Regions from separate parts of the Mus musculus genome. Here regions 2, 3 and 4 are each linked to region 1. A link is a contact called in public HiChIP or PLAC-seq and Micro-C data. All regions are on one chromosome and are shown on one strand. Each heading gives the region's core, a stretch centred on a gene start, on an enhancer-like site or on the middle of the called end of the contact. The rest is flanking DNA. Distances are from core to core; before and after follow the strand shown. Region 1 holds the start of Fam118a (family with sequence similarity 118, member A). Region 2 holds the start of Rtl6 (retrotransposon Gag like 6). Region 3 holds the start of Arhgap8 (Rho GTPase activating protein 8). Region 4 holds the start of Atxn10 (ataxin 10).

Region 1 (7,631 bases), core at 3,212-5,711:
GTCTAAAAGGCTGGCTACCACCAAGGTTCTTCACTGCTACAAAGGCCAGAGGAGTGAGAACAAGTCAGAGTCATGAAGGCAGTCATAAAGAAGGGAGGAGGGGCTGGTTATTAAAAGTGAGCAAGCAGAATGAACAGGATCCAAATCTGTGGGAAATTATGCTTTTCAAAAACTCAACTTCTGCCAGGCATGGGAGCACACACCTTTAATCCCAGCACTTGAGAGACAGAGGAATGGATCTCTGAGAGTTCAAGGCCAGCTAGTGCTACACCAAAGTACAGGCTTTGAGTACAAAGATGCAGGAGAGGGGAAGTCACAGCTCTGTGGCACAAGGCTTCCCCAGCAGGCTCAAAGCCCTTGCTCCCAACACCTCATACATAAAAATCCTGCAAGAAGATGTAGAGTCACGGGCTGCAGCTCAATCCCACTGAAGGAAAAGTGAACAGAAACTCAAAACCCACTTCCTTCTCCCAGCAGGAGGGGCAGGCATCACTCTTACAAAGCAAGTGGGCAGCAGGACCCTGAGGACACACCGGCAGATGGCAGGAGATGTAGGTGAGCAGTAGTTTGCCTAGCATGCACAATGCCCTGTGTTCCATCCCCAGCACCTCACTAACCAAATGCAGGCTTTGAACACACCTGCAGTCAGTCAGATGGGACAGGAGAAAAGGACCCTTTGCCACCTTCCTAATTAGACAGGGGCTCTCTCTGACCATCAAGTCCCAGGGCTCTCCCAGTCTCTGCCCCCTACAAAGGTGTAGGGGCCTCCATAGCCATACACAGTTTTTAAGAGGGTGTTGGGGATTCAAACTTAGGTCCTAGTTCTTGTGCTGCACAGAGTTGTCCACTGACCTCTGCACATACTGTGTGCTACATACATTCACACATATCATACACAGGATGACTTTGACGATGATGATGGCTATAATACACATTCTAAAAAAGAAAAAGCAAACCCCACAAGCACAACTGAAACAGTTAAGACCATAGTTCCTTCAAAGTATAGCACTACTCATGAAAGCACACATCTGCAATCCCAGATTTTTGGAGATAGAGGCAGGAGGATTAGAAGTTCAGTGAAACTTAGCTATGTAGAATTTTAAGGCTAGCCTGGGCGCATGAGATTCTATCCCAAAAGAATTAAAATTGCTGCTTTTAGGGAAAATCACACAAAGCACTCTGCATGCACACTCTCAGTCAAGTGCCAACAGCTCTCAGTGCCAACTCAGTCAGCTCTAGAGGCAGCCACCACCACGCTGCAGTCCTGCCCCTGTTCTACCACCAGTGTGCAGGGATGCCAAGGGACACATAGGAAGCTTTTCCAGAAACCTGACACCCACGGCACTGTTTCAGTCTGCCCATCAGGGGGGACAAGTCCTGTAAGGCAGGTCTTTACATCACTTTATAAGTCAGTGGAGGTTAAAAAAAAAAAAACAAAAAACACCCCAACCTGAGCCCAAGTGAACCCCCACCCCCAAACCCAGAAGATGCAGAAGAGATGCTCTATAGAAAAACTACAAAACTTGGGCTAGAGATATGGCTCAGGGGTTAAGAACACTTACTGCTCTTCCAAAGGTCCTTGAGTTCAAATCCCAGCAACCATATGGTTGCTCATAACCATTTGATGAGCACTTCTGGTGTGTCTGAAGACAGCTACAGTGTACTCATATAAGTAAATAAATCTTAAAAACAAAACAAAAACAAAAAAACCACTACAAAACTTTAGAGCTGGAGGGATCTAGGGTTTCTATAATGACAAATGGCTTCATTTCTTTGAGGTGAAAGCTGAGACTCCAGTAATTTGGCCAGCATCTTCCCACTTCTGGCTCTAACTCACTTCTGGCTTACCCCGATTCCTTTCACTCTCAGCTCAGGCCTACCTACGCCCTGCAGCCCCAGGCCTCCCTGTCACGCTCCTAGGTCATCCTGGGCCCCAAGGTTGGCTGCTACGTTTTGCCTGTGGGACTTCTGCCATTCTCCAGAAACACACCATCAGAAAGCCCAGAACATGGACAGACAGACAGATGGACACAGATACACACACACAGCCAACCCCGACAGCTCTGTCACACAGCTGCCTGCAGAACACAGTAACTTTAGCAGAATTGATAAGGAGAGCTAAACAAGAGGTATGGCCATGTCTCCAGGCAGAAGGCTGGGGAGGAAAGACAGGTACACAACCCAGAAGGGCCCAGCCAACAACAGTTTGCTGTGCTGCTTACAGCCTTGCGTGGCTCACCCTGAGACTGTTCCTCACACGTGAAAAAGGAAGAGTGTGTCCAAGCCAGGTGGCCAGAGGCATTCCATGGGATAATATCAGAGAAGCCTACATGCTTCCCAGGACCCCTAGATTTAACCCATTAAATGCCAGTCCTGCCACTGTAGGTATATTCTAAGTACCTATCAGTCACGTGTGGCTGTGGTAGCCACAGAAAGCCCTCCTGCACTAGGCTATCTCCATTTCCCTCTCCTTCTCCCAAATCCGGCTTCATCCATTATTCCTTATAATCCCTAGTTCACTGCCTACAGTAGTGCATGTCACACCTTCCAGTGCTCACCTGTCTGGACATCGACACCTCCTGCTTGCAGCTTCAACCCCTCCAGGTACACATCCGAACTCGTCTCCTTCAGTACCTTCCCCTTTCCTTCAGGACTCCCCCGCTGACTTCAGTCCCTCTTCCCCCTACCGGAAGCAGTGTGTCTTATACTTGGATAGCAGACACCCTGGTGAGGCGCTAAGGTGAGTACCACCTATAAGCAAACAGATAAAAATCTCACCTAAAAAAAGTTCCCGTGTCAGTGCCCCAAGCTCGAAGCCTGGGCTTTCAGCTCAGTCAAGCTCTAGAGAGCTACTGAACCACACGGCCTGGGTCCAAGTCATTCCTACCTTTTGTGGTCTTTTGGCCTACAAAAAAAAGTCGCTCCACCACAGCTAAAGTGACCACTGGAAAAAATATGTAAGCCAGGACTAGGGACATGGCTCAGTCACCAGTCAGTCTGACCTGTGAACATAAGGCCTGGGTGTGATCCTCAGAACTCCTCAACCTTTAAGAGTCTGCTTCCCTGTTACCTCTTGCATCCCCTTCCCTCACCCCAGCTACTCTCTAGAACCCCCAAGCCCCAGCTGCCTTGAAGGCACTCTTAAGTACCACCAACTTGGCTAATCCCCACCTCCCAACCCTTACCAGCTGGAGCTGTGTCATCTGCCTCCAGCACCCAGCACTGGGCCGCAGAGGGTATCCACTCCCTCTTTAAAAATGCCTGGCCCTTGCCTTTCACAATCATCAGGCCATGTTCTTTCTTGGGGCTTTACCTCAGGGTACCAGACTGCCGGTGTAGCAAGCAAGTCAAGGACTGTTTATCAATGACAATAGCCCGAGGAAAGGATAATCCTTGTTCTAGAGATTTCCAGGACTGAAAATGATAAGATGTGTACCATTTGGCCCCAAACCTCCACCTCAGGGAAGACAGCCACCCTTAAATCAGGATCCCAGAAAGATGGACCTTTAGTTTACCTTCGTCCCATCAATTAGACCACTGTAATCAAGCTTTACTTTCCTGGACTGGTTTTGGTGGGCTGTGTGTGGTAACAGAAACTACCACACATTGAGGGCACAATCTAAAAGAGCTTTGACTGCCCAACTCCCGTTACTCCCAGCGCTGCCATTCTCCACAATGAGTCGGTCCCACACCAGCCTCCACTGCACGGTGAAAACAAACGCACATGCGAAGCCCCACATCCCACCTCCTCTTTGGTTATGCGTGGTCCTCTGTTGACCTATCAGATGGTGCTACTTTTATCCCTATTTACAATTCACAAACCTCAAGAACACTCTAGTAGAAGCTGAAAAGCTCTGTGGACCTCAAGATAGAGAGCAGGAGGCAGGAGATCCTAGGAAGGAAGGTCTCTAGGGATAGGTGGGTCTGAAGGCCTCTCCACCCAAGAAAGGATGGGAGTCTATGGGCCTGGAGACCCGAAGCTTTGGAGTTGGACCAGAGGGGATCTGTTGGACTTCTGGAGAAGATATAACGGTCTCGGGCCCTGAAGCCGCCGAGGTCTGTGTGCTGAGTCTGAGGGAAATCTGGAGGATGGTGAGGTTTTCTAGGTGTGGAAGGTAATCAGGTCCACAGGTGGCCGCGGACCCAGGCAGCCCAGGGGATGTCGGAGGCAGGGTCCCCAGCGCATCAGAGGGCACTAGGGTCCTGGGCACCCTAGGCGGGTTTTGAGGGCTGGGGAGACGCGAGGCGCTGGCACCCAGCCCCGACCCGCCGCCTCACCTGCCGTGCCACGGAGACACCAGTGTCGCTCGCGCTCTCGCCGCCTCCCACCCGGGTCGCGCCCCTTCGGCTGGGTGGAGCCGCCGGGCGCTGCGCCGGATGGCGCTGCGCGTGCACCACGCCGAGCCTGCCCAGCCGAATCCGCAGCGCTCTCTCAAGGCCTTCCCCCCGCGCGCGCGCACTGCCCGCGCGAACGTTCCGCCCTGAAATCAACGGCCCCGCGGCAACGGGAAGCCCCGCCCGAAGGGGCGTGGCCACGACGCGTCCCGCCCCCAAGAGAAGCTACGATTGGACCCACGGACTGTGCTGTCGTGTCCACGATGAGCCTGGTCTTAAGAGACTGAATGTCTCGCGGCCAGTCTTCCCAGCGCTGTTTTGTCTTCAGTTTCCCCATCTGCACGCCTGGACAGCCCCGCGGAAACGCAGAAGGCGTTGAGCTCGGCCGGAACCACCCTTGGGCAACCACTTCCAGCCGGGCTCACTCCATCTACCTCAAGCCACAGGCTGTACAGCCTGTGCCCTTCCCCAGCCTAGCATGCTTCACGTCCTCCCCGCAGTGACCGACTCCCTTACCACGTGTCAGAGTAGGCGTCTGGCCCTTCCGATGTGCCTCTTGGACACGTCTAGCTTGGGCTTAGATCCAGGGACTAATGAGCATATGTACCCAGGTTCAGCACCTGTTAATCGGGTGAACTCAGTGCCCACCCCGAACGTTCGAGAGTACACGTGGGTGGGCTCTGCGCTGGAGCACTCAGCATGAGGACCTTTAAAAGTCAATGACACCTCTCCTTTCTCTAAATAAGGCTGGGATGGATCAAAGCCTATTTCCTCTTCCTCATCTTCCCAGGTCGGCCTGCCCAGGCAAGTTATTTGGACTTCCTCTACCTCTGGCTCCTTTTTTTCTACATGGGTTTGCTGTAAGCATCCCTTCAGCCCCATAAGAAAAATGCATGTGTAATAAAACCTGGGTTTTTGTTCTTTTCTTTTTGAGACAGGGTTTTATGTGGCTTTGGCTGTCCTAGAACTAGCGCTGTAGAACAGGCTGGCCTCAAGCTCACAGAGTTCCACCTACTCTGTGGGTGTAAGGTATACAAAATCACTACCTGGCCAGCTTGAAATTTGTGGCACCAGAGCCCAGAACAGTGGTTTGAACACCTGAGTCTGGGTACCTACTAAGTAGCTGGCCTTTGAGAAAATGTTTTTTTCAGTCCTCAGGACATCTCCCATGAGGATGGCACCCCATTTACTGCAATTAACAGCAGGAGAGGAGGAAGCCCAGAGAAGTTGTATTGGCAATACCAACCATGCATTGGCTTCAAAGGTCTGGGCTTCCCACTACTAGACTGAACAATTTACATGTGATGCAATTTAGTTCACAAGCTCCTGCTTCCATAAAGGGTCCTAAGACTTGAACCTGTGACACTGGAGAAGTTCCCGGGTTACAGGAAGGAAGTTGTTCAAGGAGACTGTAGGCTAGGAGCTGAGGAGTTAGAACCCACAGCACACCACCCACACACTGGATGCCCTCCAAGATCCAGTGTGGCAGAGCCTCAGTAATCCCAACTCTCCATCTAAGGTCAACACAGATCGGAAGTCTCTGCCCATTCAGCCAAGCAGCTTTACAAGGGCAAACCCACAGAAGGGACAAAAGGGACACCTTAGAAACAATGCCCTCCTCTGTATCCAAGAGAGACAGATGAACACTTTCTACCCAGCCTGGCAGTACTAGGATCACCCTGATTTACAGGGAGTCTCAGAAAACTGCTTTAATCCCTGTCCACTGTGTTCATTCTGAGTAGATAATGTAGCGCCCGCCAGTGTGTTCCTGCAGTGCGTCATTCAGGTAGGCTGAACAAATTCATGAATAGGTGTGTGCACAAAATATGTTTCATGGCATGAGTTCAACAGACCAGATTCCTTTCTTTGTTATACCAAAGGTGGCCTTGGAGGCAAGCAGCAGTGGCTACCCCAGGAGATGTCAGTCTGTTTGAAATGCAAGTGCCTGTGGAAGTCTGCGAGAGTAATGATTACAAAGCACAAACTATGTGCTAAACTTCCCTGTGACACCTCTTCCTTCACTCTCACAGCAACCCTGTGCAGTAAGGATTGTGACTTTTTTCCCCCACAGATTCAGAAAACAGAGTCAGGAATGGGGAGATGTCTCCTTGTGGGTAAAGCATTTGCCATGCAGTCATGAAGACCTGAGTTTGAATCCCCAGAGCCCACCTAAAAGTCAGGCATGGTGGCACATCCACAGTGAGATGAGAGGCAAAGACCCGAGGAATTCCAGAAGCTCCAAAGCCAGCGAGTCTGGCTCATGACATTGTGAACAACATAAGACGGACCCTGACCCAAACCCACAGAGAAGTTTGTCCTCAGATCTCCACAGTAATGCCATGGATACACACACACACACACACACACACACACACACACACACAGGGACTTAACTGGTCAGTCAAGCTGCTTCAGTGTGCTGCTGTCTGGTTTGCTACAGAAAGAACTTTGCACAACCAGAAAGGAAAGAACTGCCAGACTCAGTGAGAAATGCTAGGGTGGTAGAAAAGACACAACAGGTGTCCCACGACAACATATTGTCACCCCCTCACACCCACACACGCCCACCAGAGATGAAGCTAATGCTTTATTTATTTATTTATTTATTTTTGGTTTTTCGAGACAGGGTTTCTCTGTATAGCTCTGGCTGTCCTGGAACTCACTTTGTAGACCAGGCTGGCTTTGAACTCAGAAATCTGCCTGCCTCTGCCTCCCAAGTGCTGGGATTAAAGGCCTGTGTTTCGTTCAGCCAGTGGCTCACATGCCTAGGTTCTAGTCTGGAAAGGCATCTTGGAAACCTGGAAGAGAAGAGGGGGGCTAGGCGGCATGTATGCGCGCGCATGCGGGGGGGGGGGGGACCAAGACAGGCAGTCTGATCAAGGTTCAATTTTATTATTTCTGACACTCAGTTATGAAGCAGGGGAAGGGGCCCGATTCCCGCCAAATCATCTTGGAGTAAGGTTGCAGGTGAACACGTGATAGCTCCGGAACAGCTAGGTGGCAGGCAGCAGCAGTGGGAGTGGCAGGACGATAGGGCAGCAAGCTCTGCCCCAGGCTCTCTAACACTGAAACCTGAGCAAACTGGTTTCAGGCTAGGGAGGGGAGGTTACAGGCCTGCACCACCACTGCCGGGCTGAAGCTGGTGCTTTATAATAAAATTGGAATGCCTCCAGCAAACAGACCCTGCATCAGTGTACAGGGGGGCAAACAACAGATCTTGAGTCACTACCGCAGCCTATATAGATACCAAGCACTATAGCCACTTGCAGGTATGTGTCATCCTGCATGCAAGCCAT
Region 2 (7,631 bases), core at 2,903-5,402, 480 kb after region 1:
CACTGGTTGGCCATTCCCTCTTCCGCTGCTTTTCTTATTTTAAAATTTCTTTTAGTTTTGGTGGTTGGAGCTAGAACTCAGTTGACAGAGTGCTTACCCAAGTTGGTCAAGTGCTTGCCTAAGCTGGTATAATGTTTGCCCAAGTTGGTAGAGTGCTTGCCTAGGCTCGTAAAATGTTTGTCCAAGTTGGTCAAGTGCTTGCCTACACTGGTATAATGTTTGCCCAAGTTGGCAGAGTGCTTGCCCAAGTTGGTAGAGTGTTTGCCCAAGTTGGCAGAGTGCTTGCCCAAGTTGGCAGAATGCCTGCCCAGGTTGGCAGAGTGCTTGCCCAAGTTGGCAGAGTACTTGCCCAAATTGGCAGAGTGCTTGCCCAAATTGGCAGAGTGCTTGTCCAAGTTGGTAGAATATTTGCCTAAATTGGCAGAGTCTTGCCTAAGTTGGTAGAGTAGCTCGCCTAACACACATGAGACACTGTGTTGTTGTTTTAAACAAAATTTCAAACATTCGATTTATCAAATGAAGATTCAGGAGCCAGATGCTGTTGTGAAAGCCTGCTAGCTCAGTGAGCAGAGAAAGCACCCAGCTGACCTTCCTACTCCACCGCTGTCCCAGAAGGAAAACACACCCTCTTCTTCTCCCTCTCCAGGCTGTCTCAAATACCCTTCAACTCAAAGACCCCCCTTTCTCTTTCCTGGGTTTACTGATGTTCCCTCGATGTCAACTGGTTGCTTGCTCTGTCACCTCTTGACCTATCGTTGACTTTATTTAGCTCTTGTTAACAGAAAGGCCCTCAAGGTCCAGGGGTTAAAGATGTGCACTACTGCTGAGCCACACCACGACAAGAAACAGGCTTTTCTGGTTCACAGTGTCAGGGTTCACAATGTGATCAAATATCCTGCAACATCTGGCCTTACTCTCCATTGCAAAAAAATAGTTGTGCAACTAGGGAGGTGGGGGCTGGAGGATTGGAAGTTCAAGGCATCCTGCATGAAATTTGAAGCCAGCCTGGATTACGTAGTCTAGTCTCAAAAACAGACAAACAAACCAACAAACCTGTCTTTGCATTTTCGTTTTCCTCCACTTTTTCTGGACAATAGCCTCTTCGAAATGAGACAAAATACAAGCAAGTGTCATGATTTATCATTTCCAAAATTAGGCTGAGCTTTCTTTCTTTCATTTTTATTGGCAAATTGTCCTGTGTTGTTCAAGGTTACTGAAGGCTGACTCTGGGAGTAGAGGGGGGCTCCTTTGTGCCAGACCCTAGCATGTTCATTTCAAGGGATCTCTAAAACTCCCTGTCCTGGGGCAATCTGGCCCCTGCTTCAGCTCAGGAGAAAGGAAGACAGCCAGTAGCTAAGGATCTTAAAATCATCTAACCCAGAGGCACACACACACACACACACACACACACACACAAGCTTATGGTGGAAGTGGGAATCAGGAAGCATATTGATTGCAAGTGAGTTCTCACTAAGTGTTTCTTCTCTAGCCATTGCTGGGCGGGGCATCCTCAGCCGTTGTCTTTGTCAGGGTTTCTATTCCTGCACAAACATCCTGACCAAGAGAGCAAGTTGGGGAGGAAAGGGTTTATTCAGCTTATACTTCCACATTGCTGTTCATCACCAAAGGAAGTCAGGACAGGAACTCACACAGGGCAGGAACATGGAGGCAGGAGCTGATGCAGAGGCCCTGAAGGGGTGCTGCTTACTAGCTTGCTTCCAATGGCTTAGTCAGCTTGCTCTCTTATAGAACTCATGACCACCAGCCCAGAAATGGCACCACCCACAATGGGACCTCCCACCCTTGATCCCTAATTGAGAGAATGCCTTACAGCTGGATCTCATGGAGGCATTTCCTCAAGGGAGGCTCCTTTCTCTGTGATAACCCCAGTTTGTGTCAAGTTGACACACAAAACCAGCCAGTGCAGCCATCATTGATGCTGTTACCTTGGCCTATTCTCAACCAGGCTGCTCCAGATGCCTGTGCTGGGTTCTGTGAGCACTGATTTGCCGATGTTTTGCTGTCTGCCTGCTGCTTGTATTTGCTGCGTGCAAATTGTTCTTTTACTTTCCTCAGTACATGCTCAATAGAAAATTTTTCTCACTTGGAACTGAAGAGTGAGGCTATTGTGGAACTTTCTCAGCAACATATGGCATTTCTCTCCAAGGCACTGGGGGACCTTAGAATTACACTGTCCATCACGGCTGAACTGCAGCCCCTTTGTAGCCCACAGCATCCAGGGACCTGGGAGGTACCACTGTGGTTCTGAGAGCCTGACACACAAGGGGATGGATGCCCAGGTATGTTCAGAAACACGGTGTGTGTGTGGGGGGGGGGGTGAAGAGGGAGCCCAATCCAGAACAAGTTTGAGTTTGAACTCCTTGGCCTCAGTCAAGGTGACAGCAGCCCCTGCCTCCCCCTGATTTTGGAGACCTTGCAGAAGTGGCATGAGGGTACACTGTCCTATCCTCTCTTGCTTCATGCTCTGGAGAGTTCTTGATGGCTGAAAATATACAGTCTGGAGCAAGGGAATGCAAGAGTTCTTTTTGCTAGCCTACCACAGGCAGTTCTGCTAGGCTCCTCCTGGAACCTAGCAAAGGCTTACGTCATCACCTGCCTGCTACCAGGTGCAGGTGGCCTGGCAGGGCTACCCCAGTTCTCTCTCTCTCTCTCTCTCTCTCTCTCTCTCTCTCCTCTCCCTCCCTCTCCCCTTCTCCCTCCCTTCCCTTCTCCATTTCTCTCTACTCCCATGTGTTCCTGGCTGGCTTATCTCTCCTTTCTGTCCTCCTCTGCCCCCCTTCTCTGCCCCCATGGCTCTACTCCTGTCTTTCTCCTTCTAACCTTTCTCCATGTCCTCACTCCCCTCTGTTCCCCCAGATAAACCTCCTTACACCAGGTCTGTAGTGTGGTGTGATTTTTTTTCCAGGGGCCACCCCTCACGAGCACAGCATTAGATTCTATAACACTCTCATAGTGTGGATACCCTCAGCCACAATCCCTCACTCCAAGACCAAAATCTATAGACCGAATGAACACATCTCCACCCCAGGTCTGTCTCCCACCTGCAGTCACTCTCGCTAGACTGCATCATAGGAGGGCTTCACAGATGGTATTGTCTCTCCCAGTTTATCCCAGTATGGAACTGACCATGAGGAACAACTGTCAGAGGAAGGGGCTAAGACTCACATAAACTATGCTCACAAAATTCAGCGTGTAAGGTAAGTTGGCCATCTATCAAGAGGGCAGGCAGGAGTAAAAGGTAGCACAGGCTTTCGGTGAAGCCCTAGGCAATAATAGAAAGACATGCTTCTGTATTACCTCCCCTAGGAAAATCTCAAAATTCAATGTGACTAGGGAGACATGACCATCTACAAGGCACAAAAGTCAATGTTTCCTATTAGGATACTAATGGGAAAATGGTGGACTATTGAACAAGATGGTGTGTGTGTGTGTGTGTGTGTGTGCGCGCGCGCGCGCGCGCGCGCGTGTAGAACACTGAGGGGAACTGTAATGTTTCTGCTTTGTTTTTGAAAGACGTTTCCAAGGATGGGGATTCAGCTCAGTGGTGGCATGCTTGCAAGCATGAGGCCCTGGGTTTAACCTTCAACATTGTGCACGGAGGGCTATGGCACTCAGAGCAAGTAACCCCAGCACACCCGGGGTGGCAACCGAAGGATGAGAGGGTCGTAGTCATCCTTGGCTACATTGTGGGTTCAGAGCCAGTATTGAATTCCCACAATCCACCACGGGGAATGTAGAGGCAGGAGAGGTTCAAGGTCATTTCTGGCTACTTTCTGAGTTTTCCAGACCAGTCTGGTTTACAGGAGACTGCCTCAAAAAAAAAAAAAAATAGTTTTCTTGTCAAGATCTGCTACCATGATCATACAGTTCATGCGAATGGTGTTCAAATCACAGGAAGAAAAATCAATCTCACTTAAAAAAAAAAAAAAGATACTGTCTCTGAGAGGCTCCGCGAGCGGCCTGGGTAGGAATCGTAAAGAAGATAATCTTTCCAAGACTATCTAATTTCCAAGCTAATCTTTCCAAGATTTCAGCTGGCAGAAGCCAAGCTCCTCGCTAATAGGCTGTTGAGAAAGGCGCAGGTGCGTCACTTCCGGAAGGCAAGGTCCCGGCCGCTGCTCCGAGAGCGAGCGGTCTCTATGGCAACCAGCAGGCCCTGGCCCAGTTGCCAGGTTCCCAGCGGCCGTCTAGCTGGCCGCGCCTGCACAAAGACCGCGCGGTGACCGCGCAGCGCAGCGCCGGGACCAGGTCAAGCCAGCCCCGCAGGAATTGCCACCCCCGCCGCCGCTGCCCGGAAAGCAGTTCCGGCGGCCTCCGTGACGTACAGGCCGGGCGCGGCCTCGACCCTCGGGCCATCTTGGCAGCGGAGGGAGCAGCGGAGCGACAGGTACATACGCCGCCCAGCCTGGGCCAGCCCAGGTGCCGACGCCTTTGTTCACGCGCGGGTGGTCGCATGGCACCGGTGGTCAGTGCCTGCATCCGCAGCCCGAGCTCCGGCAGGTGCATCCTGCAAAGTCTGGCAGGTCCGCGCATCTCGTAAGGCCTGGGCAGATCCAGCCTATGCATTCTACAAGGGCTATCCAGCTCGAGCATCCTTCAGGGCCTGGGCAGGTCCAGCCAGCGACCCACACTTTGATCCTGCGAAGCTTGCAGAAAGGAACTGCATCCAGGACAGGACCAGCGTCCTCAGGCTTGCTTCAGCATCCAAGGCCTTGCGCTCTGGTTCTCCAGGTACCTGTGGCTTAACTTTGGCCGCCAGCATGGTCCAACCTCGGACCTCCAAAACTGAAAGCCCAGCCTCTGCCCCTGGTGCCAGCGCTCAGATGGATGACGTAGTTGACACCCTGACCTCTCTGCGCCTCACCAACTCCGCGCTGAGGCGCGAGGCCTCCACACTGAGGGCGGAGAAGGCCAACCTCACCAACATGCTGGAGAGTGTGATGGCCGAACTAACTCTGCTGCGCACCCGAGCGCGCATCCCTGGCGCTCTACAGATTACTCCACCTATCTCTGCCATCACCTCCAATGGGACCCGACCCATGACCACGCCACCCACCTCACTGCCTGAACCCTTCTCAGGAGACCCTGGACAGTTGGCAGGGTTCCTGATGCAGATGGACAGGTTCATGATTTTTCAAGCCTCCCGCTTCCCCGGTGAAGCCGAGAGAGTGGCCTTCCTGGTATCCCGTCTGACTGGGGAGGCGGAGAAGTGGGCCATCCCCCACATGCAACCAGACAGCCCTTTGCGAAACAATTACCAGGGGTTTCTGGCTGAGCTCCGCAGAACCTACAAGTCCCCGCTGAGGCACTCAAGGCGAGCACAAATCCGGAAGACATCCGCGTCCAATAGGGCTGTGCGGGAGCGAGAGCGGGAGCGCCAGATGTTGTGTCGCCAACTGGCCGCAGCTGGCACAGGATCCTGCCCGGTGCATCCAGCCTCCAACGGGACCAATCCCGCACCAGCCTTGCCCTCTCGTGGCCGGAACCTTTAAGGACTTGCCACCACCCTGGTAGTCTGTGTCCACCCAGGTAGCTAGACTCCGTTGTTGAGAGTTGTCAATTCAGTAGCTTTGCCCTGTTTGAGGCACCCTTCACGCCTCTCTGGTCTACGGGAGACCATCCTGTCATCGGCATTGGTCACCCACCCCGCTGTGCGGCGTGTATTTGTTTTGTTAGCGTTACCCGCGACTCAGTGCATGCTCCCCCTTTCTGTTGCTTGCAATCCCAGCTTCTCCAGCAATCACAACACAGCCCCTTGGGCATGTGCCTGCCCAGGAACCATTTAGGCTGACCACCTCTGCGAGCTCAGCTCACGGATACTCAGCTCCTGGAACACTCCCTACAGCTCTTGCTGCCCCAGGCTGAAGAACTGGCGAGGAGTGGCCAACTGCTTCGGGTCTCATGTGGACACATGTTCCAGTCCCAAGGAGCAGAGCCTCACAGGAGGATGACCTCTCAATCAGACTCAGCCAAGCCTCTGGACCATGACATCATCTGTCATTTCAATGCCAAATGAACTGTGTTTACATACCTACCTGGCCCCTTTGGGGAGATGGGTTACCTCTCCTGGGTTTTCCTGCCCTCCTCTGCATGGTCTTGGCTTGACCACAAGAAAACCAACAACAACAACAAAACCGCCTCTGAACCCACGGAAAGACATCTCTCTCCTCTCAGGAGCCCAGAGGCTGGGGCCTAGAACCCGGCCTCTTCCAGAGACTTTCTCCGTCATTGGGAAAAGTGACTGACTAACCAGCACAGCCACCTTTGCAAGACCAGGACAGGAGTCTTCGCTGCTCGCTGGGCTCCCGGCCCATAGCCACCTGCTTCTTGTTAACTCTGTTAGCCTAGCAGCCTCACTGAACAGCCAGGGCACCCTGCTGGCACTATGGTGCTATAAGCAGGTGGAAGACTCCTGGGGTTCCACTGAGAGTACTCACCTATCCCCAGCAGCTGAGTCTCATGCATGACCTTTCGGTGGAGGGGTCCCCAGGTGAAGCTACAGCTGCACCAGAAAAAATGGGGGATAGGGAGGAGGTGTATGTGGAGGCAGGTGACAACTGGAAGGTTTCTTTGTGGCTTTCCACGTTGTTGTCGAGGCCCATCCACCGGGGAGGCAGGTCACCTGCCCTGGCTCCTCGGACCAATGGGTGCTGGCTGTATTTGCATTAGGTTTTGCTTCAGAGCCATTCAGGCTGCCTGTCTCCAGGTGTGGCTTCATTACCTTCTGCTGCATCTGGTCTGACCCACCTGGGCCACTCTGCCTCAGTGGCTCCGTCCCTACCTCTGCTCTGGTGGTGGTGGCTTGGCAATGGTTTTGTTTCTTGATGCATGTATTTAGGACCGACATCTCAATAGCTCTCTGTGGCTTGGAGCCTGGAGCACACAAGAGAGGGTTGAGGCTTGCCCTCTGCGTCGGACCTGGAAGAGACACTTGGGATTGGTTGCTGAGGGGCCCATGGTGGCTCTCGTCGGGGCCGTGGTTTGTCCCCAGCCAAGACGATGAGGTGCAAGGCCCATGTAGCTCCAGAGGGAGACTGTGATAACTGGACCTAAAGCTGAGCAAGAGGGGGAGGCTTTGTACATATCTTAAGGTTCTAGTTGCTTGAGCTCAGAAGAGAACAGGGAGAGGGGAATGGGGGAGTTGGTCTATGAAGGAGTTGTGTCACTCCACATTGACAGTCGCGGCGGTACTGTGCCCGCTCTCCAGACTCTGTGACACCCATCCGGTAGGTGGGGCTTCACTGTACTCAGCGTCTAATGGACAGGGGGACCTGGCATTTGGGTGACTTCCCAGCCCAATGTTTACTGTGATCTTGGAATTATCTCCATGTCCCAAAGCATTCAGTGACTTTGAGGAAACAGCAAAGATCCATCTCCTTATCCCTGGCTAAATCCATGACAGGGTGCGCATGCTCTGTATGACAGGGTGCGCATGCTCTGTGTTAGGGCATCTGGGCGGGCCTGAGATAGATGCCTGTTGCTGCAGAGGACAGAGCCACTTCTGGATGTGCATGCCCTGGGCTTCAGCTTGCAGGGGAGTGAATGGCAGTGGAGAAGTTGGCATAGGCATAGCGTGACTTAGGGAGCAAGCCTGGGGCTTAGCTGGAACA
Region 3 (7,631 bases), core at 3,187-5,686, 320 kb after region 1:
ACCCCAGCCCAGGTGCAGATCCATCCAGTGGAGGAAGGGCAAGGAGACTCTTAGAAGTCTCCAGAATCCAGACCGGCCTAACCAGTTCCTTCTGAGAGTCCCTGGCTCCTGCCCCTTCCAGCTGAAAGGTCATTTCGTGCTTCCAAGGTAGAGCTGGCTTGCCTTCAGCAGGGAAGGATCTGCAGCATACAAATTCACTCAACGCCTAGGTTTGCTCCCAAAGGCCACAGACAGAGTGACTGCTAACATGATCGCTCACAAAGCTGTGTGACTGGTTTGAGGGACTCACAAAACTCTACTCATTTTGACCTCTCCATTACTGTAGAGTATTGTCTTAGAGTTTTACTGCTGTGAACAGACACCATGACCATGGCAACTCTTACGAGGATAACAGTTAATTGCGACCGGTTTACAGGTTCAGAGGTTCAGTCAATTATTATCAAGGCAGGAGCATGGCAGCATCCAGACAGGCATGGTGCAGGAGGAGCTGAGAGTTCTACATCTTCATCTGAAGGCTGCTAGGAGAATACTGACTTCCAGGCAGCTAGGATAAGGGTCTTAAAGTCCACACCCACAGCCACACTCCCACTCCAATAGGGCCACACCTCCTAATAGTGCCACTCCCTGGGCCCAGCATATGCAAAGCATCACAAGTATGAAACTTCACAATCTAGGAAAACAAGGCACAGAGTGGCTAACAATTGACTCAAGGTCACACAGCCTGTGACAGGGTGTGGGGCCCCTATCCCCAGCTGTTAACCACTGTACCCCCTCCGCTGAAGGCACCTTATCCTCCAAGCTTCAAATGGTCTTACAATGCCTATGACAGAGATGAGAAGATAGGGATCCAAAGAATGACTTAGAGAGAGCCACCCACCCAGCCTTGCTTCCAGGAAGCCAGAAACCTGGATAGAACGGGCAGCCAGAAGTCCCACAGATCCAAGCCTGTCGCTACCCACGTCAGCCACCCAAGAAGCCGCTGGAAATCTGTGGGACTTCTTCCTCAAGCATCAAACTCAAGCCAATAGCAGGGGAAGTTGAGTTTCAGCATAAGAGACAGAAAACTTATTTATATCACCGTGCTAACGTCTGTTACACAGGATAGAAAGGAAGGGAAAATTATGAAGTGATGAAAAGAGAAAGGTTGCCCTCACCCCTGAGACTTCCCAGATGAGAAACAGAATTCTATCCCAGACAACAACTGCTTAAGGTCTCTATTCCTACCTGGAAACCTTCGACTTTCTAGGGTTTTTCACCTGAAAGCCATTTACAGAAAAACATACCCCAAGACCCTTGTGTGGCCTTAGTGGCTCTTACTTTAACTTTATTAAAATATCTCCCATCTCCAGAACCACCCCATAATTTTGCCTAGCAAAGAGAGAGAGAGGAAAAAAATAAAAGGGAAGATTCTTAGTAACCTTCTGAGATGTAATGTGAAAGTCAAATTAAAATGGTATGTATGGGTAATACTATGATATTTATTAACTCTCCCTTGAGATGCCCATACCTGTGCTTGGCTATATCTTAATTCTTTCCTTAAACCCCTCTTATTCTTTTAACCCCAAATGCTTAACACTTATGTAAAAATTATCCTTTAGAGGACAGTTATTGTGGTGTGTAGGACTTTAATCCCAGCACTAAGAAAGCAAGAGACAAGAGGATCTCTGTGAGTTCAAGGCCAACCTGACCTATACCGCAAGTTCCAGGACAGTCAGGGATACATAGAGACCCTGTCTCAAAACATCAACAGGAGTCTTTCAGGGGCTGGAGAGATGGCAGAGGGTTCACGCTCAGTTCCCAGCACCCACCTCAGGTAGCTCACAACTGCTTGAAACCTAGTTCCAAGGGATCTGACACCCTCTTATGGTCTCCACAGGAACCTGCACTCCTGTGCATACATTCCCATACACACACACACACACACACACACACACACACACACACACACACACACATTTAAAATAAAATCTTTCTTAAGAAAGTCCTTATAATTTATTTTTTAGATTTGTTTATCTTATTTTACAAATAGAGGTGTTTTGCCTGCACATGCCCGTCGAGGTCAGAAGAAGGTGTCGGATTCCCTGGAGTTATAGGTGGTTGTGAGCCACTACATGGTTGCTGGACCCCAGGTTCTGTGCAAGAGCAATGGGTGCTGTTCAGAGCTGTGCCGTCTCTCCAGCCCTTCCGTAAGGATCGTTTTCACTGGGAAGCCTCCCCTTGTGTGATTTTCCCCTTCTTGAGCATCTTCTTTCCACTTTTAACTAAACTCTGACCCCGTTTCCCTGTGCCCTGAAAGTTCCTTTTAAGTGGACGCCATGGACCTCGAGTTTGCCAGAGGTGAGGTCTTCCGGAACTTTCTAGGGCTATTGAGGGCAAGAGTGTAGGGATGTGTGTTTGTCTGCCTCTTGCTGCAGATACCTGGAAGGGCAGGCAGTTGCTAGAGGGCTTCCAAACATCTCCAACCTACAACAGCCTACTCCCACCAAGGCAGATGCTGAGCCTGGCTTTCCATTCACCAGCCGGAAGATCATGGCTCCCCTGCCTCTGCTTCCTCATCCGCAGAAGTGGGCGGTGCCACTACCATCTCAGGATGTTGGTGTGAGTGAGGACTGAAGCAATCAATCAGCATGCCAGGACTTGACCTCTGCTGGAGGACCACCAGAACACTTGGCAGATGTGGAGGCTACTACTCCCCATGAGGAAAGTGGCTGGCTCAAAATCCGCTAATCACGCTAGGTGTAATGGTTCTTTTTTTTTTTTTTTTTTGTATTGTCAGCTTTTGGAAGGTTGAGGCAGGAGGATTACCTTGAGTTTAAAGCCAGCCTGAGCTAAATAACAAGACCCGTCTCCAAGAAAGAAAAGGGGGGGAACCCCAAGCTCTCCCAAAATTCCCCTGAAGCTTTATCTGTGTCATGTGACCAGCTCAGTGAGATGATGGGGACTCAGGTATTGGGATGGTTTTCTGGTGTGATGAGAGTCTACGGCCAGGCACCTCTAGGTGACAGCTCTTGGCTACCCTATTATATATTTTGGTTTATTATTAGAGACAAGGTCTCACACACTGAGGCTGGCTTCAAACAACTATGTGGCCATAGATGGCTTTTTGTCCTCAATCTGATAAAAGTCCTGGGATTACAGCCTCAGGCCACCACACACCTGGTTTATGTGTCTCAGGGAAACAAACCCAGGGCTTTGTGTATTCTAGGCAGAGGTTCTACTAATTTAGTTACATCCTGCTGTTCTCTTTAACTGAGGCCACCTCTATGCCCCTCATTGACAGGAAACCCCCAACCTTACACAGTTCTCCAAAGTTGCACTTTACTGTTAGCGGATTCAAGTACATACCCGGGGCTCACCCATTTAGACTTCTTCTGGACCACCCAGCAACCTAGGGCCACACCCACCTGCTTAACTCCCACCCCATCTTCCAGCTCTACTGCAGCGTCCTCCACAAAAGTCCCCACACCCCCTGGCTTCGACCACGGAGAGCTTATTCTGGGCTCCCGAGAGCTGAGAACAGACAAGAGGCTGACCTGACCTCTGGGAACAGCTGGACTCAGACTTCCAGTTACCTGCCCCCTCCTCCATCCCGGTTCTGACTCGGGGAAGGGTTTGGCGGGGCATTCTACAAGGAACTCATAAACATATCTTGAAACAACAGAGGCCAATGAAGATTGCTTACTTTCCGAGGCGTACTGAGTTCTCACTTCGACCAAGTTCGCCCTGACTGGCTGACAGCGCGCGCACTAGAATCTAGTCCCAGAGCAGAACCTGGGACCGCCAGGCCCTTTCCCCACACCAGCCAAAAGAACTAAGGAATGCCACCCCTCCCCCCAGTGGCCTCCGCAGTTCCCCTAGCAGGGCCTCGGCAGCTAGCTACACTGACTGCACCTCCCTCTTAAGAATTCTCGAATTCTCGGGAGGCCTTTGCCAGGTTTGGGAAAGTGAAAGAAGCCCGCAGCAGTCTGCCTTACCTAAGTGGGGACTTCCCAGGCCCGCGGCCTATAAATCTTGGGAGTTGCACCCAGTGTGACAACGTGACCAGACAGACCCCAGTCTCGGGCCCCAAGTGCGAGTTCAGCATCCGCCCTGGCCTCAGTGTTGCCACCTGTTAGGCGGGAAAGATGCCACCATGATGCGCTCAGGTTTGGTGCGGGAGCCGAGGGGCTACTGCCATGTGCTGACCCCGGGGGCCCAAAGGGGACCGAACCTGGGTCGGAAGAAAAGCAGGGGGCACAGAAAGCGGGGACAAGGTGGGGAGTAGAGGGACACCCAGGAGAAGTTGGGACGGGAAGAGGCCAGGACCAGGGATAGGAGCCGCGCCTTCCCACCCGAGCAGGTCCCCAAGGGGGGGACTCACCGGACCACCGAGCACCTCACCTGGTCTCTGCAACGCCAGCCACACACCTGGCCCGTCCCCGGACAGGCCCCTCCCCAACAGGCCCCGCCCAATGTCAGAGCGCACAGCCGGGAGTCCCCAGGGTGGGCGGGACCAGGGTAGGTGGTTCTAACTCTAGGCGGGAGGGAGCTACGGGACGCTGGCCCTCAGCAGCTGCTAGCCCTCACTTTTACCCGCATTTGAGATGCGCCTGGTGAGAGGGGAAACAGGAGATCTGTGCTGAGTTGGAAAACACAGCCCGCGTCTCCAAGCGTCCGACCTGCTCTCCCAGGCCTGACCTCGGTGCGGGTACGGGGCTCTCTGTCTGCTGCCTCTGCCCTTGGGGTGTCGGGGTGTCGCTGTCCCTTCCCTTCTGAGTCTCCAGCCCTTCGTAGCTATGGTTCAAAACCACTCCCACAACCCTATGACTTGCCTCTAAGCACAAAGAGGCCTTGGTGACCTAGGGAGAACAGACCAGAGGTGGGGGCACGTAGGTGGTTTTACCAAAGCGTGGACTTCTGCCTCCAAGCTTCCGGACTTCACGCAGAGCCTGCACCTCTTTCCGGCTACACCTCATCTCCTGCCTCTACCTGTTGTCCACCAACCTAACGGCCTTGAATGATCTCAGCTCTCACCCTAACCCCAAGCTCAGGCTCCTAGCTGTGTTGGATACCCAGCCTATGCAGGGACATACTACGGCCTCCCAACTCCTCCTCATCTCATTCTTCCAATGGTGCGGTCCAAACTCGAGTCCTCCTCATATTCTATGTGTGGTCCACTCTCAAGCCCCAAGAGCACCTACAAAGTATGTCACTGTACCACATGCTGACCCCAGGGGACCAAAGGGGACTGAACCCAGGTTGGAAGGAAGGCAGGGGCACAGAAAGCAGGGACAAGGTAGGGGGTGGGTGAAGTTGGTGATCTCCTAGCCTCTTCCTCACTGGTCCATCTGTCTCCACACAGGCTCAGAGGCCCCTTTCTGAAGATTCTCACACAGAACTCCACTCGAAGTGTTCCCAGTAGATGAGGCAGCTCCACAAGCCAGCTGAAGGGATCATGGCCCTAGGGAACATTTGTGGAGCAGCTAAGAGAGCAGCTGAGACATCACTCACCTCTAGAGGGTGTTGTGACTTCAGGGGACAATCAACAGAAACCACCATCTCCAGTTTCTGGAAATAACTGGGTCTCAGCCAACCAGCACAGGCCCCACGGAGGGCAGGCTCCTCCAGTGGATCTGATGGACCTTACTGGATGGGGAGAAAGAGAAAACATGGCTTGCTGCATCTACCATCTCTACCCTCGTGGGGGAAGCTTGGCTCACTGTGGATGCTTAGTGAAAGTCGAAACCATGCCCACTGACCTTTGCTGAACACACAGCTGAAGCCCTGTGACAGAAGACAGCTTAACAAGCAGGTAGCATGCGTGATTTCTTCCTGTAAGAGTTTAATGTTTTTCTATTTATTTTTATTTCATGGTTATGGGTGTTTTGTCTGCATGTATGTGCATATACCACATGCAATGCACACAGTGTGCCCTTGGAGGTCAGAAGAGGGCATCTGATCCCCTGGAACTGGACGTACAGGGGGAAGGATCAAGATGGCTGGCTGATGAATCTAGATCCAACTGCATGAGCAGCCAATGTTCTTAGTCACTGTGCAATCTCTTCAGTCCCATTGCGTGTAAGTTTTACAGGAGATGGAGAAACTTCACAAGGAAAGGAGGACCCAGAGAGACCAGCACATTGTGTATTTTCATGCTTTGGTTTTAGGAAGGGTATTAGTCATGGAGGGATATGATAGGAGGGCAAAAGGTTGGAGCCTAACTGTAATAAACTGAGGGAAGTCAACCCCTCCTCAGTCAAACCTCTCCGGAAGCACCCCCAGAGCCATGCCCACAAGCATCTCTGAGGTTGAATCTTAGCCTTCAAACTCTCACAGCTCTGTCCTGCATCAGTTTTCCCAAGGGCCGTATTTGGGAGCAGTGTGTTCTGAGCCAACATCACTAGCCATCTGGTCACCATGGTGGGTGGGATCTAGGCATAGGATGAGGCAGAGTTGGCAAGGGCTTGAGTCTGTGGTTAACACTGCTCATTCCCTGGATCGAACCTGCCTGTGGCCTCTCTTTTATTTATTTATTTATTTATTTATTTATTTATTTATTTATTTATTATATGTAAGTACACTGTTGCTGTCTGAACCTGCCTGTGGCCTCTCTTTTATTTATTTATTTATTTACTTATTTATTTATTTATTTATTAATTTATTATATGTAAGTACACTGTTGCTGTCTTCAGACGCACCAGAAGAGGGCATCAGATCTCTGTTACAGGTGGTTGTGAGCCACCATGTGGTTGCTGGAATTTGAACTTTGAACCTTTGGAAGAGCAGTCGGGTGCTCTTACCCCCTGAGCCATCTCACCAGCCCGCCTGTGGCCTCTCTTACTTTAGCTGCAGGCACCAAAGCTGTCTATGATTGTTTGAGCTTGAGTTTTCTAGTCCACAGGATTTGAAGCATCCTGGTGGAAAAAGCAACCTTTTAAAAAAATTTTTTTCCTGGCAAGACCAGGGATTGAAGCCAGTGTCTTGCACATGCACAGAAAGCTGTGCATGCAGCATAAAACCACAGCTCTGGCTTTCTATCTAAATTGCAAAATTGTTGCCCTTTGACAATGCCAGCAGTCCACGGATGAGGGTGGGGTTATCCCAGGGGAGGCCTCTGATTGGCTGAGTCTAAGATACACTGTATTACTCAGGGGTCTCTAGAGGAACAGAATTGATATTTCATATATATATATATATATATATATATATATATATGGCATTTAGAGTGGTTTACAAGCTGTGGTCCAATTAGTCCAATAATGGCTGTTTACCAACAGAAGGTCCAACAATGCAGTAATTATTTAGTCCATGAGGTTGGATATTTCAGCTGGTTTTCTTCTTCTTCTTCTTCTTCTTCTTCTTCTTCTTCTTCTTCTTCTTCTTCTTCTTCTTCTTCTTCTTCTCCTTCTCCTCCTCCTTCTCCACAATCTTTTATTTTTTAATATTTATTTATTTATTTATTTATTTATGCATACGAGTACACCACTATTGCTCTCTTCAGACACACCAGAAGAGGGCATCAGATCTCATTACAGATGGTTGTGAGCCACCATGTGGTTGCTGGGAATTGAACTCAGGACCTCTGGAAGAGCAGTCGGTGCTTTTAACCTCCGAGTCATCTCTCTAGACCTCAGCTGGTCTTCAATATATAC
Region 4 (7,631 bases), core at 1,712-4,211, 300 kb before region 1:
AATAATTTTTTGGTTGGGGAGTCATCAGAACATGAAGAACTGTATTAAAGAAGGGCAGCATTAAGAAGATTGAGAACCACTGCTAGACAAACCAACTCCTCTCTCTCTCTCTCTCTCTCTCTCTGGTGGCTCAGCAGTTAAGAGCACAACTCCCAGTGTTTATCCACATGGCAGCTCACAACCTTCTATAATGGGATCTGATGCCTTCTTCTACTATGCAGGCAGAACATCCAAGTGCATAAATAAATATTTAAACATAAATAAATAAGCAGAGCCAGAATCAGGAGTGCTGCACCACCACACAACTGCATCTCTCCACCTATCCGCCAGTTCATCTCTTCTGATCTCCAAGCTGCCTGAAGCACGGACACTGCCACACAAGAACCAGAACTGGACCTTGGCATTCTCATGTTCACCCCAGCACGACAATCCAGTTGGTCCCTGAACCCTGCTCAGTCAATCTGGCATTCCTCAACATCTTTCCCTACCCTGTCTTGCCTCTACCCTTCCCCACAAATGTCCTAATCTGGGCACTTTTTCACTGGGACTTCTGCCATAGCTACTGAAAGAACCCCTGAACTTCATCCCTCTGCCTCCAGCTTCATCCTCTACCCCTAGCTTCTCTGTTCTCTTTCATCCCCAAGAAAGGCAGACAGACAGACTTTCCTCACAAACAGATTTTACCAAAACACTTCTTTTGACTAAACCATCAATGGTTTCCCCTAAGTCCTCTCAGAACAGATCAAGTGAAGAAAACTATGGGCCTTAAACCTCTCAACCAATTACATAAAGGAAACCAATGTTTGAGTGGCTCCTCTGACGCAGAGATATTATTTTTGTTGTTTCTCTGCGACCCCACAGAATCAGTATATGGCCCTTTCACAGATACTGTCTTTTCTAGGAAGCCCCAGAATCTCCGTCATTTTACAGGTATGGGTGTTTTGCCTGTGTGTATGCCTGATACCCAGAGACCAGAAGGGAAAAGTGAAGTTACAGATGGTTGTGAACCACCATATGGGTTCTAGAACTCAGACACTGATCCTCCGGATCCTTCTCCTGGCTCCGGGAGGCAGCACCTTTCCTGTGTGCATCTCTACCACAATATGTTCACACAGCAATCCCCTAATGTGTTTGATGAAAGGAATTATGTCACATTTGTTTTTTGTTTTTTTTTTTTTTTTTTTTGTCGCCTCAGCTCCCTGCAAAGGCTGTCTGACAGTACTCAATAGATGGTTAATGATTAAGGTATAGGTCCGAAATGGTACAGACAGGCCCAAGCATCCAATCAACCAACATTATTTCCCAGCAGTATCTGTCACACTGATTAGCATGCTAACCACAAGGCCAAGTAGTGCTCGGGCTCCCCAGCACCTTTTAGACGCACACTGTGTCGCCTGGTGGGAAAGAGCTCCACCAGGATATTTTTGTTGCTGTTGTTGGGTTTATTTGTTGTTTTTTTTTTTTAAAGATTTATTTATTATTATATGTAAGTACACTGTAGCTGTCTTCAGACACTCCAGAAAAGGGTGTCAGATCTCGTTACGGATGGTTGTGAGCCACCATACGGTTGCTGGGATTTGAACTCATGACCTTTGGAAGAGCAGTCGGTGCTCTTACCTGCTGAGCCATCTCTCCAGCCCGGGTTTATTTGTTTTTGAGATACAGAGGATGTCACAATGCTGACTGGTCCAGCCTCAAACTCAAGAGATCCACCTGCCTCTGCTTCCTGAATGCTGGAACTGCAGGGCTGAGCCACGTGACATGTCTGGCGGCTACCTATTTTTAGAAAACGTTCCTGTGACCACTGAGCCTACGTGCTTCCCCCACCCCCACCCCCACCGCGTTCTCTGCCCTTTGTCCACACTCTAGGCCTGCTTGTTATCTCTCTACAGGAGAGACCAAGGGCTCCGGGTCCTCTCCCAAGACTTGGTCCAGGGGAGACCATTACTGTTAAGAGAAAACACCAATGGTGTTTAGTACTAAGTGTCAGGCATGGCCTAAGGATGTAACACGCATCGTCTCATTAAACCCTCACTGTCAACTCAACCAAGGAGGTCCCAGCGAACCTTGTTTCCATTAAACAGACAAGGAAACTGCAGCGCAAACCATACCACAAAAATCCATCAGGAACTGACAGCCTCGCACACTTCTGTTTAAACACGTTTATTTCATCTCAGCACTGAAAACAACGCACCACAGCTCCCATTTTGTAAGGCTAGAAACAGAAGGGTTAGAGGCGATGCTGAGCAGATGTCACGAAGCCAGGCCAGCTCTGCAGGCTCCTGGACAGAACGCCCTCTAACCCAGAGGGAGAAGCGAGCCCGAACACGCCTCCCTTCCCTGGCCACCGCCCTCAGGGCCCCGCCAGAGGAGCCGAACCAACAGCTTCCCCGCCGCCGGCTTGGGGACCAGTGTCGCCATCGTCTGCCCCTCTTAGAGCCTGGCCAAACCCTCGTCCCAGAGCAGGCCTAGGCGAGCGCCACAGAGCCACAACCTGAGCGTGGGCCGAGCTGATGGAGCCCGCCGCCCCGCCTCGCTCGCCGCTGCCCAGCCCAGCCCAGTCAAGCCCAGCCCAGCCCAGAGCCCTCCATGGTTCCTCTTCCTCCTTCCTAGGTGGCAGCCCCCGCGCAGTTACCGGTTACGCTGCTCCTTGAAGAGCGCCGTGAGCGCGCGCAAGGCCTCCAGGTCCTGGATGGGTGCGGGCACCATGATGCCCGACAGCCGGGAGGGTGGCATCCTGGGCGCCGCCATCTTGCCACTCGCTCTGGGGCCGAGCCTGACCAGGCGGAGAGCAGAGCGAAGAGAAGTGGGGGAGACAGACGACAGGCGAGGAGATGGAGACGCGGTCTGCACGGCTCTGGCTTCCGCAGCCCGCGTCACCCAGATCCCGTGGTGCTGCAAGGCAGAGAGCGCGAGACTAGCTGGCTTGCCTCAGGCGAAGAGGACAAGGCGACGCGGCAGGGGGAGGGGGAGGGGGCGGGGCGGAAGTCCCGCCTGAGGGGAGGGGGCGCAGCGGAAGTCCTGCTCCTGCGTAGGGTGGGATGGGGGAGGTCTTCGGTCCCCACGGTGGGGAGACGTGGAGTAAAGACCCCGTCAGAGGACAGAATACTGAGATGAAGGGGTCGGGGTGGGGGGGGGGGGGTGGCCTGTAGAGTGTCCTAGAGAATGAGTGTCTTATCAGGGACAGATGCTTTCCATGAGCAAGGGCCACCATTGGTGGGGGTCCACTCATGCAGAGGTTTCCCTCTGGGGAAGAGATACCAGGCCGAAGCAGCGCCCCCAGAATAATGGATGTTGTCCCTAAGGAGACCTGGAAAGGAGGCCCCTGAGAGGAAGAGCAGGGATACAGGCCAGAGGTGTCACCATGGGAGGGGACCTGCAGAGGAGACTTACCCTCAGGGCATGTGTTGCTAGGCCAACCAGTTCTATTGCAGGAAAACCTGAAATGGAGACTCCAGGGGAGGGAATGCGAGGTTGAGGTGTTCCACTGAGGGAGACCTGAATCGGAGATTCCCACATAGGGAAAAGATGCTGGATACCTCAAGCCATGGAGGAAGACCTTGGATAGAGGCTCCTCATGGGAAGGGGACGCTGATCAAAAATGCCCCCTTGGGAAAGAAGTCTTTCCCAAGACTCCAGGAAGGAGGCTTCCCACAGAGAGAAGGCTGAGAAGAAGTACCTCCCTAAGAGGTGTATTCCTTTCTTGTTGCAATATCAAAATATGTGATAGAAGCAATTTTACAAAGGATAGGTTTCTTTTGGCTCACAGGTTGAGAGTACAGGCCCACGTGGTGGGGACTTGTGACACAGGGCTTTAGGCAGCTTGTCACATTGCATCTATTAAGCCAGAAAACAGACAGCTGGCTTTGACTTTTTTTTTTTTTAATCTAGACCATGGAATGCTATCACCCACACTGGGGGCAGATTTCCACACACTAACCTCATCTAGACAGTTCTTCACAAACATGCCCAGAGGGTTGTCTCTGGTGATTCTAGAACCTTGTCAATTAATACTATAGGGGACCCGGGGAAGAGAGTGGGTGCTTATCAGGAATATCCCCATATTGGGGCTGAAGAGCTTGCTCAGACATTAAGAGTACTCTATCTTCCAGGAGACCTGAGTTTATTTCCCAACATGTGTATGTAGGTATCCTAGATTTTTATTACTGTGAAGAGACACCATGACCAAGGCAACTCTTACAAAGAAATTATTTATTTGGGATTAATTCACACAGTTTCAGAGGTTCAGTCCATTATCAGCATGGCAGGAAGCATGGCAGCCTGCGGGCAGACATGGCGCTGGAAGAGCTGAGAATTCTACATCTTGATCCACAGGCAGCCAGAAGGAAACTCTATTCCACAGGCAGCCAGGAGGCTCTCTTCCACACACTGGGCAGAGCCTGAGCATAGGAGTCCCCAAAGCCCACCTCCACAGTGACACTCTTCCTCCATGAAGACCACACCTCCTAATAGTGCTACTCTCTATGGCCTAGAATTCAAATCACCACAGCGGGAGGGAGGGGCCCAGCAACCTGTAATTCTAGCTCCAGGAGATTTGCAGGAACCCACATGGCATACACTTACACAGATACAAATTAATATATATATATATATATATTTTTAAATGTATCCCCATATAAAGCAACCTGGGACAGAAGGCAGAGGAATATAAAGGAGGCCTCCCTAGAAAGAGACACATTGACTGGTGCCTGGGAGGGGAGGTCCCAGGCAAAAGGTCCCCTGAGAAAGTAGAAGACCTGGACCCTCCCATGTAAGTGTTTTAATCCAGGCTCCTCCCTCAGGTGCCACAGCCTGTCACCAGTTGCTAAGTCTCAGACCCTGAAAGCTGGCTTCCTCGTGATAGCCTCCTGTTAATACTGTCATTTGTCAAGTACTTAGAATAGCTCGTCGAGGTTTTTAAAACAGTTAAAGAGCCAGCAAAAAGGCCTGATGACCCTGAGACCACAGAGTAGAAGAGAATCAACCAAACACATTGTCCTTTGACCTCCATTTCTGTACCTACACACACACATAATTAGAAGTTGTTTTAGTCACTGTTCTCTTGCTATGAAAAGACACCATGGCCAAGGAAATGCTTATAAAAGGAACTTTTTAATGTGGGCCTTGCTTACAATTCCAGAGGGTTAGCCCATCCAGGATCATCATGGCAGGGAGCATGGCAGCAGGAAGGCGTGGTGTTGGAGAAGTAGTTTAGCGCTACATCTTGAGCCACAGGCAGAGAAAGACTGGGTCTGGCCTGGGCTTTTGAAACCTCAAAGCCCACACCACGCCCACTAAGCATTCTACTCCTTTCTTTTCTTTTTTTTTTTTTTTGGTTTTTCAAGACAGGGTTTCTCGGTATAGCTCAGGCTGTCCTGGAACTCACTTTGTAGACCAGGCTGGCCTAGAACTCAGAAGTCCGCCTGCCTCTGCCTCCCGAGTGCTGGGATTAAAGGTGTGCGCCACCACACCCAGCTCTCTACTCCTTTCAAATAAAGCCACCACTCCCTGGTGACTAAGCATTCAAATATGTGAGCCTACAGGGGACAGTCTTATTCAAACCACCACAGAAGTAAAAAGGCTCAATTTGCCAGCAGTAATGTGAAATGAGTGCATTTCATCGGAATTGGCTGATGTTGATAAGCCATATATTTTCTTTCCATCGCTCTTTACTTGATTGTACTATATATACAAGAATTATTATCAAACCCAGGACTCGGAACTAGAAATACAAAGAGTGGCAGATGTTCCAACCCTGAAGAAACTCACAGACTACAGGGAGAGAAACTGAGAGGCAAATGTACTGATGCCCAGTTAATTGCTGTGATAGACAGCTCTACCAACCACTGGTGTCACTTAACATACGTAACTATAGCAACACCAACGATCAAGTCCATCAGTCTTCTCTACTTCACTGCCTCCCCATTCATCCATTCCACAACTATTCCTGTGTGACTGCTAGGTGCCAGGTATGAGATAGCCTGGCAGGCAGACTCAGGATAATTAAGAGTATTATTCCCAGACTAGCAAGGGAAACTTTCCAACTTTTGTCTTAAGGAGCTGTCGATTAGATAGATAGATAGATAGATAGATAGATAGATAGATAGATAGATAGATAGAATATGTGTATATGTAGATAATAGATAGTATTATAGATAATAGATAGATAGTATATGTGTATATATAGATAATAGATAGTATATATAGATAATAGATACATAGTATATATGTATACATATATATATAGGTAATAGATAGTATATATAGATAATAGATAGATAGATAGATAGATAGATAGATAGATAGATAGATGATAGATTGTGCATCCTTAGGCAGGTAGACCTAGGTTCTATAAGAAAGCAGGCTGAGGAGCAATATATATATATTTGATATATATGATAATTCTCACATATGAAGGTCTTCACCTTTCCTGTCTTCTACTGTAAACAAAAACCGCACTGACTCTTCCGGAAATGTCCCCATCTTAGTTCAAGTTACTATCACAGTGATGAAACACTGTGACGAAAAGCAAGTTGGGAAGGGAAGGGTTTATTTAGTTCATGTTCCCCACTGATGGAAATCAGAACACAGATTCAAAACAGAGCAGGAACTGATGCAGAGACCAGGAAGGGCTTGCTCAACCTGTTTTCTTATAGAGCCCAGGCCTACCTGCTCAACAATGCACCGCCCACAATGGTCTGGGCCCTCGCATATCAATCGCTAATTTAAAAAATGCTCTACCGGCTTGCCTACAGCCCAGTCTTATGGAGGCATTTTCTTAAATGAGGTTCCCTCCTCTCAGATGACTTTATCTTATATCAAGTTAACATAAAACTACCCCCCACACCCACCCACACACCTCTATTCTATTTATTTTCTGGAATGTTGCTATGGGCTCCTTATTTATCTCTTAGCTACATTATAAATCTTTTTTAAAAAGAAAGCAACAACTCTATATTTCACTCTGTTCAAAACCTCTGATGGGCTGGGCAGCGGTGGCGCACGCCTTTAATCCCAGCACTTGGGAGGCAGAGGCAGGCGGAGTTCGAAGACAGCCTGGTCTACAGAGTGAGTTCCAGGACAGCCAGGGCTACACAGAGAAACCCTGTTGGGAAAAAAATAAAAACTCTGACGGATTTTCATTGCATGCGGATTTTCCTAAACAGAATTTAAGCTAGCTTCCTCCCCAAAACCAGCTAAGGTCACCTCATCTCGGTTCTCCAACTGGCCTCAGGAAGGTCGCCCTCTCCCACAGAACCCTGCAGACTTGGTGCCTGTCGCATAGGATAGCCCCCCCCCACCCGCCCCACAGATGCCTGTATGACATGCTCTCTTCAACTGTCCACTTGAATACCTTCCTCTTTCCCTTCTCCTCCCTCCCCCACCCCGCCACACTAACACTATCTTCGCTTTCGTTTTTTAAGATTTTTTTTTTACTTACATGTATGTGTGTGAGCTTCCGTGAGTATATATACACCCTACATGTACAGGAGCCTAAAGAGGGGCATCAGCTACCCTGAAAGTGGAGTGGCAGGGTTTATGAGCCACCATGTGGGTGCTGGGGACAGAAGCCAGTACTCTGAAAGAGCAGCACCACTGAGCCATCTCTCCAGTCTCAAACGGTACACTGC

The links. A called contact is a pair of places that touch in the nucleus more often than the background predicts. HiChIP or PLAC-seq counts read pairs in DNA pulled down with a chosen protein or histone mark.
Region 2: a contact with region 1 is called in an H3K27ac HiChIP or PLAC-seq map of double positive thymocytes, with 5 read pairs. The contact joins the promoter of Rtl6 here to the promoter of Fam118a in region 1. A contact is called at or near these places in 1 of 39 promoter capture datasets (pre-B cells) and 1 of 115 datasets of contacts at active chromatin or transcription factors (double positive thymocytes).
Region 3: a contact with region 1 is called in an H3K4me3 HiChIP or PLAC-seq map of embryonic stem cells, with 2.1 times the contacts expected there. The contact joins the promoter of Arhgap8 here to the promoter of Fam118a in region 1. A contact is called at or near these places in 4 of 39 promoter capture datasets (the 3T3-L1 cell line, embryonic stem cells and stem cell-derived epiblast-like cells), 6 of 115 datasets of contacts at active chromatin or transcription factors (astrocytes, embryonic stem cells, extraembryonic endoderm stem cells and 1 more) and 3 of 9 other capture datasets (adipose tissue, embryonic stem cells and pancreatic islet).
Region 4: a Micro-C map of embryonic stem cells shows a contact between it and region 1, with 4 times the contacts expected there. The contact joins the promoter of Atxn10 here to the promoter of Fam118a in region 1. A contact is called at or near these places in 1 of 39 promoter capture datasets (hippocampal neurons), 2 of 484 Hi-C or Micro-C datasets (embryonic stem cells and myeloid progenitors), 1 of 115 datasets of contacts at active chromatin or transcription factors (memory CD8 T cells) and 1 of 9 other capture datasets (pancreatic islet).

The regions. Positions count from the first base shown.
Region 1 is chr15:85,033,892-85,041,522 of GRCm38.p6, reverse strand. Fam118a (family with sequence similarity 118, member A) reads right to left here and starts at 4,461. Exons shown (of 9, transcript NM_133750.4): 1 at 4,279-4,461.
Region 2 is chr15:84,554,344-84,561,974 of GRCm38.p6, reverse strand. It overlaps Rtl6 (retrotransposon Gag like 6), which reads left to right and starts at 4,152. Exons shown (of 1, transcript NM_177630.4): 1 at 4,152-7,631. The coding sequence starts at 4,782. The coding sequence ends at 5,513.
Region 3 is chr15:84,716,857-84,724,487 of GRCm38.p6, reverse strand. Arhgap8 (Rho GTPase activating protein 8) reads right to left here and starts at 4,436. Exons shown (of 12, transcript NM_001164628.1): 1 at 4,381-4,436. It overlaps Gm20556 (predicted gene, 20556), which reads left to right and starts at 4,222. Exons shown (of 3, transcript NR_040347.1): 1 at 4,222-4,497; 2 at 5,342-5,791.
Region 4 is chr15:85,331,585-85,339,215 of GRCm38.p6, reverse strand. It overlaps Atxn10 (ataxin 10), which reads right to left and starts at 2,961. Exons shown (of 12, transcript NM_016843.4): 1 at 2,636-2,961. The coding sequence starts at 2,751.